Linked DNA regions of Rattus norvegicus: region 2 is linked to region 1. The links are chromatin contacts, called in public Hi-C maps. All regions are on one chromosome and are shown on one strand. The core of a region is the stretch at or near the end of the contact, and the rest is flanking DNA. Distances in the headings are between cores, read along the strand shown.

Region 1 (4,212 bases), core at 664-3,163:
GGAATTTGAATAGAAGTAACCAGTGTAGGTGGACAACATTGTTCCCAAAGGCATGAGTTATTCAATGAAAATCGCAGTACCAGGCACACGATATCTCCCTGTGAGTTGCTAGTCAGCAAGGCTGCAGAGATGCCCAAAACAACACAAGCTATTGCCATTCCTTCAGCATTGCAGTAGAACTAGACGGTAAGTAGTACAGACATGGGGCGGGGGTCTCTGTTACTGAACACACTGCTCATGTTTGTGGGAAATGTAAAAGTATTATCTTTTCCACCAAAGGGTTAAGCAAGATAAAACTTCTCTTTAAGAGCATTGTAAAGAAAATACTTAGAAAATTTTAAATTCCTCTGGGTCAGCACTTCTTGAAATCAAAATATATGCTCAAGTTTCATTTCTCCCTAGGATACGTGCTGTTCTGTATGCTAGAATGTTAGCTCCAGTTCAGACCACTCAGAGTAAGGCAAGGAATCCCTTACATTAGGAATAAAAACCCAGAAGAACCCCCCTACACACACACACACACACACACACACACACACACACACACACACACACACACTGGGTGCATGTGTCAGCCATTAGTAAAATGTTTGAGGGCTTTGGTTTGGATCATCCTCAGGACCCAGGGATTGTAAAATCAGAGTGCAGTGGCATCTGTCTGTAAACCAGCATCGAGGAGCGAGAGATGGAGACCAGCAGACTCCTGGAGCTCACTGGCCAGTCAGTCTAACTGCTTCAAGAGAGACCCTATTTCAAGGTAGATAGCCCAAGGAAGATATTCAACACTGACCTCTGTCTGGTCTGTGTGTGTATGTGTGTATGTGTGTATATATACATGAACATACAAACACACACATAAAACTGCCCATGATTGAAATGGCAAACCTTATTCTAATTTTATTCTAAATATATTCTATATTTATTAGTTTTAATAGCATTTTAATTTATTCTTTTAAATTTTTATGCATTCATACAACACATATTTATCATATCCATCTACCTGTACCACTCTAAAATTCCTCCTAGTGTCCCCCACCCAGTCTCTTTCCCAACTTCATGTCATTTGTAATCAATAATCACAAGTCCAATCAGTTCTGCCCATATGATCTTGGAGCAGAGAGCTCCTTCGGGGCATGAGCAACCTTCCAGAAGGAAGAAAAGTGACTCTCTCTCCCTCAAATAGCTATCAACTGCCAACTATTCCTCTACTGGGATCCCTCCCGTCCACGCTAGAATTTTGGTTGGCTTGATTTGCTGCAAGTTTTGTGCAGGTAACCACAACTGTTATGAGCTCCAGGAGCTTTCTGGAGCAGATCCTGTGAAATCAACACCCTGATTTTACAAATCCCAGAGTGCTGGAGATCCAAATCCAAACCCTCGAGTACTTTACTGAGCCATCTCCCAGCCCTATTTTGTTTTCTGAGACAGTGTCTTATGTATCCTCCAGCCTTAAGTTCTAGAGTGCTGGGATTGCAGGCATGCCCAGACACCACGCATCTCTGTGAGAACATCTCTGTGGCCTTCTGCATATCTACAGTATTGAGCAATGACCACCACTGCCCACCTCCAGATTGTCATGGGAAACAGAATTCTGAACTTATTAAGCAAACTCCCCTTCCAAACCCCTCTCATCATATGCAAACCTCTATTCTAATTCCTGCATGTTTTAATTTTCCCTTTCTAGTGCTCCTTATATGCAAAATTATAGTTATCTGATTTTGTATCTTGTTTCACTAAGAAAAATATGTAGAGGGCTCATTAATGTTGTAGTATATGACGACGTTTCAACCCTTTTTAATTCTTAATACATGATTCGATTGTATACACATGTATTACTTTCCCCCATTCATCCGGTGTTGATGGAGGGCCTGATTTCACCAACATGTCTGATTCCAACTCCTAAAGCCAGTGCAGTGACTCCCTGTGGCCGCCAGAGGACGCATGGGGACCACAAGGCCGGCACTTATGGAAGCTGTTTATGGAAAAAGAACCAGAAGCCTGGTTTTGCGCATATTAAGTAAGGACAGACTCCCGCATGTGAAAGGGAAGCTGGCCGGGCCTGGATGTGGGCCAGAGAGGTAACCGTTCTTTCAAATCGGTTAATTGGATTCAATTGGAAGAAAAGAAGCACGGAGATCCACTCGGAAGAAGCTATCCCTGTAACCCTGATCCAGTACCACACCCCACCCCCAAAATGGAAAGATTCCACCGACCACCCACAGCTTTCCTGCAAGCTGTCCTCCAGTGTGAGCCGCCCCCAGCGGGAGCTCGGAGAGGAGGATGGGAGAGTAAATCCAGCAAGGATTGAGCTTGGTTCCTGCCTTTTCCCCAACAAACATGATGTGTTCAACCTGTGGCTTGAACGTTTCACAGAGAAGGAAATTGAAGCATGGTGCTGTTACCGCAGAGACCAGAGCAAATGCAAGAGGCAAGGTCTGAATGCCACCCAGGGGCTCATGAGAACTTCTCCAAGCCCACTGACTGGATTTCTCTGTAATGAGGGTCTAGTGCTTCATTCCACACTTCATCACAGAATGGGATTTGGCCCCAGAGTCTGGTCCACAGGGCCTCTGTTATGCCCTGGCTTGGCTTTTTGGTAGCCACCTCACACTGGCCAGAATTTCCACCAGTGTAAACCCCTCCACTTTTCTCACATGTACTGGGACTGAGACAGCTCTCCCCCACTGCAGCCCTTGCAGCTGGGTCTTTGGATCTGAGTGCAGGAACTGACATTTATCCCTGTCAGATTCATCTTGTTCACTCATCTGACAAACATTTGTTCAGTGCCTACGCAGTACCAGGTGCTGGTACTGAAACGAGAGACACGTCCCCTGCCCTTAAGAAGCTCTCACTGACATCAATCCTGTCAGTAGCCACCAGTTGCTAAGTACCTACTCTATGCCAGGCACACGAGGCTAGTGTCATAGCCATGAGTTGTTTCATGACCTCTCACAACTCTGCAGTGTGGGTGGCATTGTCTGAATTTTGCAGATGGGAAAGACAAAATTCAGAAGGCTTATGTGGGCTGGGAAGACTGCTAACTTGGTAAGATGCCGTCTGTGCAAGCATGAGGCCCTGGGTTCAGGTCTCCAACACCCACATAAAAAGCCAAGCACAGTTTCTGTGGAAGCAGATAAGTAGAGTCCTGAAACTCATTGGCCAGCAGGCCTAGCTGAATCTCTGATCTTTGGGTTCAGAGAGAGAGAGAGAGAGAGAGAGAGAGAGGAAGGAAGGAAGGAAGGTGGGGGCTGGAGAGATGGCCTATCAGTTAAGAGCACTTTCTCTTCCAGAGGACCCAGGTTCAAGTTCCAGTATCCATGTGGCAGCTCACAACTATTCATGGTAACACGGTGACTTACAGATACACATAGGGCCAAAATGTTCATAAATAAATTTTAACTTTTTTCAAATAAATAAAGATGAACAGTGGTTGAAGAAAGATACCTGTGCTGATCAGTAATTTTGTCAACTTGACACAAGTGGGAGAGAATCTCAACTGAGAAAATGCCTCTGTAAGACTGGTCTACAGCCAGGTCTGTTGGGCATTTTCTTAGTTAATAGATGTGGGAAATCCTAGTAAACTAGGTGTGGGTCTGCCCATGGGAAAGTAGTCCTGGGTTAAATAGGAAAGCAGGCTGAGCAAGTCATGGGAAGTAAGCCAGAAAGCAGCACTATCCATGACGTCTGCTTCAGCTCCTGCCTCCAGGTGTCCTGCTTGAATTCCTATACTGACTTCTCTTAAGTCATGGACTCCAACCCCAAGAAGAAATAAACCTTTTCCTCCCCAAGATGCTTTTAGTCATGCTGTTTATCACAGCAATAGAAAACAAACTAAAACAATACACCATACACACACACAGGCACATACACACACACACACACACACACACACGCACGCACGCACGCACGCACGCACGCACGCACGGCATGCTCACTTGTGTATGTGGCAGGCAGGCAGCAGGTGAACCCCAGCTCAGCTGTCATCTCTAAAAGAGAAAAATGTTAACTGACTTGTGGGAAGTGACCTTGCTACAAAGAAGCAGCACCCAACATTCCCATTGCTCTGGATTCTGAGTCTCTCCCACTTAGACTTCCTCTATTCCAGCTTTGGAGTCTCATCAAACTCTGATGAAGTTTACTTACCTGAATTTCATCAACCGTGTTGTAGAAACTGGGCTGAGCAGAGCCCTGAGGTGGGACAGCAGGCTCTGA
Region 2 (4,212 bases), core at 886-3,385, 100 kb after region 1:
GAGAGAGATTGATTGATTGATTGATTAACCCCACAACAGTAGTAGTGGCTGGGAGTCCCAAGGTCAACCCTGATGTCAGTGATTTGCTGGGAAAACATACAGAACTCTGCAATGCCACTAGTCTGTCACTGTCACAGTGACAGAGTTCAGAAGAAAGCACACAGAGCAGAATCCCAGAGTAACCAGGCACAAAATGCCAGTTCCTTTCCCAGGAAGTCACAGAATACTTAATTCTCCAGCAATGATGTATGACGGCTTACATGATATACTGCCAGCCACAAAAGCCCTCCAGAACCTTGATGTCAGGTGGTTTTACAAGAGGATGGGCACAGGAAAGGACATGGCTGACTACCTAGATGGTTGGCCTCAGTTAGTATCCAGCCCTTTCTAGAGACTTAATGGACAGTGTGGTCTAGAACCTTCATCACAAGCCATATTCTTAGTATAGATTATCCGGTGTGCTCCAGGGTACACAGACAAGCAAAGATTTTCTTCTAGGCTGGATAATCCAGTGGTTAGCCACAATTCCGAGGAGCTAGACAAGGCCTGCTAAGCTAACAGTGGTCTAAACCAGGAACATTGCCAGCACCTTGGAACTTATATAGATAAATAATCTGGGGTCACCATGGGTTTACTAAAAGGGGAATTCCAAGGATGGAAACCAGCTATCCATAACCAGCAGCCTCAAGGGGATTTTGGCACAAATTAAAGTTAAGTTTGAAGGAGGTAAAAAAAAAAAAAAAAAGACTCCTAGAAGGCTGAGGTCCTGGGTGGGGCCCCGCCCAAAAAAAAGCCATCCCTGCAGGGCTAGAGAGTTGGCTCAGAGGTTAAGAGCACTGGCTGCTGTTCCCAAGGTCCTGAGTTCAAGTCCAAGCAACCACATGGTGGCTCACAACCCTCTGTAATGAGATCTGGTGCCCTCTTTTGGCCCACAGGCATACATGCAGGCAGAACATTGTATACGTAATAAATAAATAAGTCTTTTTTTGTTAATCCCTGAAGAAGAAGTGGGAATTCATCCCCCACATTTAGCTTCCTGAACTCCCAGAAACTGTTGGACCTGGAGAGCTTGTCTGGCTGTTCTAGCTGGGGTGTGCACCTCCTGGTATATACCCTTGACCAAAAGAGGGCCCTCCTCTACTTGGGAAGGTCTTCTTCTCGAACTGAGTGTACAGCTTTGGACAGGATGAATGCAGAGGGGTGATAGAGGAAGAAGAAACTTGCTTATCCAGCCTCATAAGTTTCATCAATCCTAGTAGCCAAATGGGATGTCAAATTCTCAATCACCTTCACATCACCCACAACCTACAGAGTGGAGTCTTCCAATACCGTGGGCAAGGATAGCGACTAGGTGGACATGGAGAAACTGGCCAGAGCCGTTAGAAATACAGCAGTGTGGGAATGACCCTCAGATGTAAACCCTGTACCCCTGCATCACCAGTACAGCCCCCTAGGTTGTCAGCTGAGACCCTGGTAAGGGCTTGTTTGCCTGTGCTCTCTTGTAACCCTAAGTTCCCTTCAGAAATAAATACCCTGCCTGTGTCAAGGGTACGGAGGTGGAGGGGCTGAGGAAGCAGCACTGGACAGAGTGAAGCTTTGGAGAAAATGGAACATCAAGGAGAGAGGGGGTGGGACTAAATCAGGAAGGAGGGGTGAGACCATCATCAGGACCAGTAGTGAGAGTAGCAGCTCACACCTGTCACTTGTTCCCTATTCTGGGGACCTCACTGTGGTCCTGCCATGCCCCCCACCAAACAACCCTAGGCATTCCTCCTGTTTTCAGGGTCTTCAGTCTCTAAGAGGAGCTAGTCCCTTGCAGGTGTCAGAGGGATGAGGCAAACTGGCAAAAGCACCGGATGACTCTACCATCAGTGTCACCACAGAGGAGGCTGCCACAGGTAATGGCCAGAAACCAGGTCTAGTGTCTCACCCAGGTCTTACCCTGTACCTTTGTTCTGGCTTTGGGAAGTCTAGAGCCCTAGTCCCCCAGACCAGGAAGAAGAATCTTACATTCGAAGAGTGCCCAGCGCACACCCTGGCAAGAAGGAGGGTAAACGGCAGGTGGGATCTGGGTCCTGCAGGCCTCTGAAGAGAGAGTTCTGCCAACCCAGGGCACATAGGATGGAGGGCAGAGGAAATGGCAGGAGGCAGAAGGGTGGTTGCATGGGCATCTGTCCATCCCAAACACAGCACCCACTCCTACCCTGAGGGAGTCTCTTTACTCCAGGAACAAAGGCCTTCCCGTAGAAGTAGGGAGAGAACAAGGTCTTTTTGTGAATACCATCTCTTCTACCAGTACCACACTGGAGCTAGCCTGAAGAGGAACAGGTTAGAATTCCTCCTACACGCAAAGCCCCGCCCTACTTCCATTTCCACCATGACATTTGAGCGCCACCTGCTGGCAATTCAAGAAAGCTGATGTTTAAACACCTCCCCTCTGCCTTTTTTTTTATTTTATTTATTTATTTATTTATTTTTTTTTTTTTTTTTTGAGACAAGATCTTGGTATATAGCCTTGGCTGGCCTGGAATTCACTATATACACCAGGCTGGCCTTGAACTCTTAGAGATCTGACTGCCTCTGTCTCCTAATGCTGGAATTAAAGATGTTCACCATCACACTGGCCAAATGGCTACCTCTTCTTCTTCCTCCTCCTCCTTTGTAAAACTGGTATTGGAATTGAACCTAGGGCCTCTCATACACTAGGCCAACATTCTACAAACGAGCTATATGTCTCCCCCATACACTTTTTTATTATAAAAACACGTTGCAAAAAAATCACACACCAAAATTAACCAGACCCAAAGTCTTCGTTCTTCGTTTAAAAGCCACCTCTCTAGTCCCTGAGTCACAGAGATATTTTTATTAGTTAGTTGATTCACTGTTAGTTTATTGAAGTAATATCATGGGAGGGTTGCTATGCCCCCTTTTGCTCCTAAATATCTACATGGGGTTTCTGCCCCACTCTAACACGTTTAGCTCCCAAGTAAACAACATGGAGACATGAGACTTTATTAACAATCGGCTGGCACTGTGCCGGGCAGATTCTGAGCTAGTGTAACCCAGCTAGGTTATTAATAATCAGATACATGCCTCATAACTTGCCATCTGAGTCTGGTTCTGTTCCATGTGTGTCCTCAGTGCAAGCTTCTCTTGGCCACGTGCTCATGGTACACCCTGCCTCACGACATTGCCCTTCTTCCTTCTCTTCGTTCTTCACTCGATCTGCAGTTCCTTCTCCTATCTCCCCTGCCTAGTCAGAGGCCCAAGCTTTTTATTCCCCAGTCAGAGGCTACTGGGCAGCATTCTTTACAGCCCATTGGTCAGTACAGTGCCTGTGTCCAGGCTGCAACCTCATCTTGGGGCACAGAACTCAGCATCTGAATACACAGCACACAGGCTGACCCCAATATTAGTTAGCACAGGAGGCGGACTCTAAGACCTGTGCATGCTAGTCAAGTACTTTGCCACTCACTGGTCTGCCCCTGAGAGTCTAACGCAGTAGTTTAGAATATATTTGGACAGTGTCACATAGGAGGGCAAAGAGCACTCTTTGAAGCTTTTGTAAGAAAGATTCTTTTATTATATTTATTGTATGTGTGTGTGCACACCACACGCACATGGGTGCCACTGAGCATGTGCAGACATCAGAAGGCAATTTGGGAGACTCTGTTTTCTCTTCTGGGGATCAAACTGGGGTTCCTGGGCTTAGCGGCAAGCACTTTACCCAGCCACTTTTGAACTTACAAAGAGAAAACTCACATATTCCAGGCCATAATATAAACCACTTTTTTGGTTCTTTTTTTTTTTTTTTTTTTTTTCGGAGCTGGGGACCGAACCCAGGGCCTTGCGCTTCCTAGGTAAGCACTCTACCACTGAGCTAAATCCCCAGCCCCAAAACCACTTTTTAAAAAAAAAACTGACTCATTTATTTATTTTATGTATGAGTACACTGTCTCTGTCTTCAGACACACCAGAAGAGGCATCAGATCCCATTACAGATGGTTGTGAGCCACCATGTGGTTGCTGGGAATTGAACTCAGGACCTCTGGAAGAGCAGTCAGTGCTCTTAACTGCTGAGCCATCTCTCCGGCCTTCATGCAAACCACTTTTAATGGAGAATATGGTACAGGAAGTCTGAAAAGTCCTCTAAAAAGTTCCATGAGCAGGGGTCCACGGGTGACATCTCTGAGCACCACACACTGGTTGACT

What was found. A called contact is a pair of places that touch in the nucleus more often than the background predicts.
Region 2: a Hi-C map of liver shows a contact between it and region 1, with 10 times the contacts expected there. The contact joins two enhancer-like sites. A contact is called at or near these places in 12 of 12 Hi-C or Micro-C datasets (the A7r5 cell line, the Rat2 cell line, Schwann cells and 7 more) and 1 of 1 datasets of contacts at active chromatin or transcription factors (oligodendrocytes).

What each region holds. Positions count from the first base shown.
Region 1 is chr1:214,911,503-214,915,714 of GRCr8, forward strand. It overlaps a transcript of Slc22a25 not described here. Among named protein-coding and RNA genes, the nearest start is that of Slc22a8, 14 kb to the right of the region's middle. Within about 2 kb of position 1,914, at least 20 of the 93 cell types and tissues checked have an H3K27ac peak or open chromatin away from gene starts, as enhancers often do.
Region 2 is chr1:215,012,911-215,017,122 of GRCr8, forward strand. No RefSeq gene overlaps it. Among named protein-coding and RNA genes, the nearest start is that of Chrm1, 19 kb to the left of the region's middle. Within about 2 kb of position 2,136, at least 9 of the 93 cell types and tissues checked have an H3K27ac peak or open chromatin away from gene starts, as enhancers often do.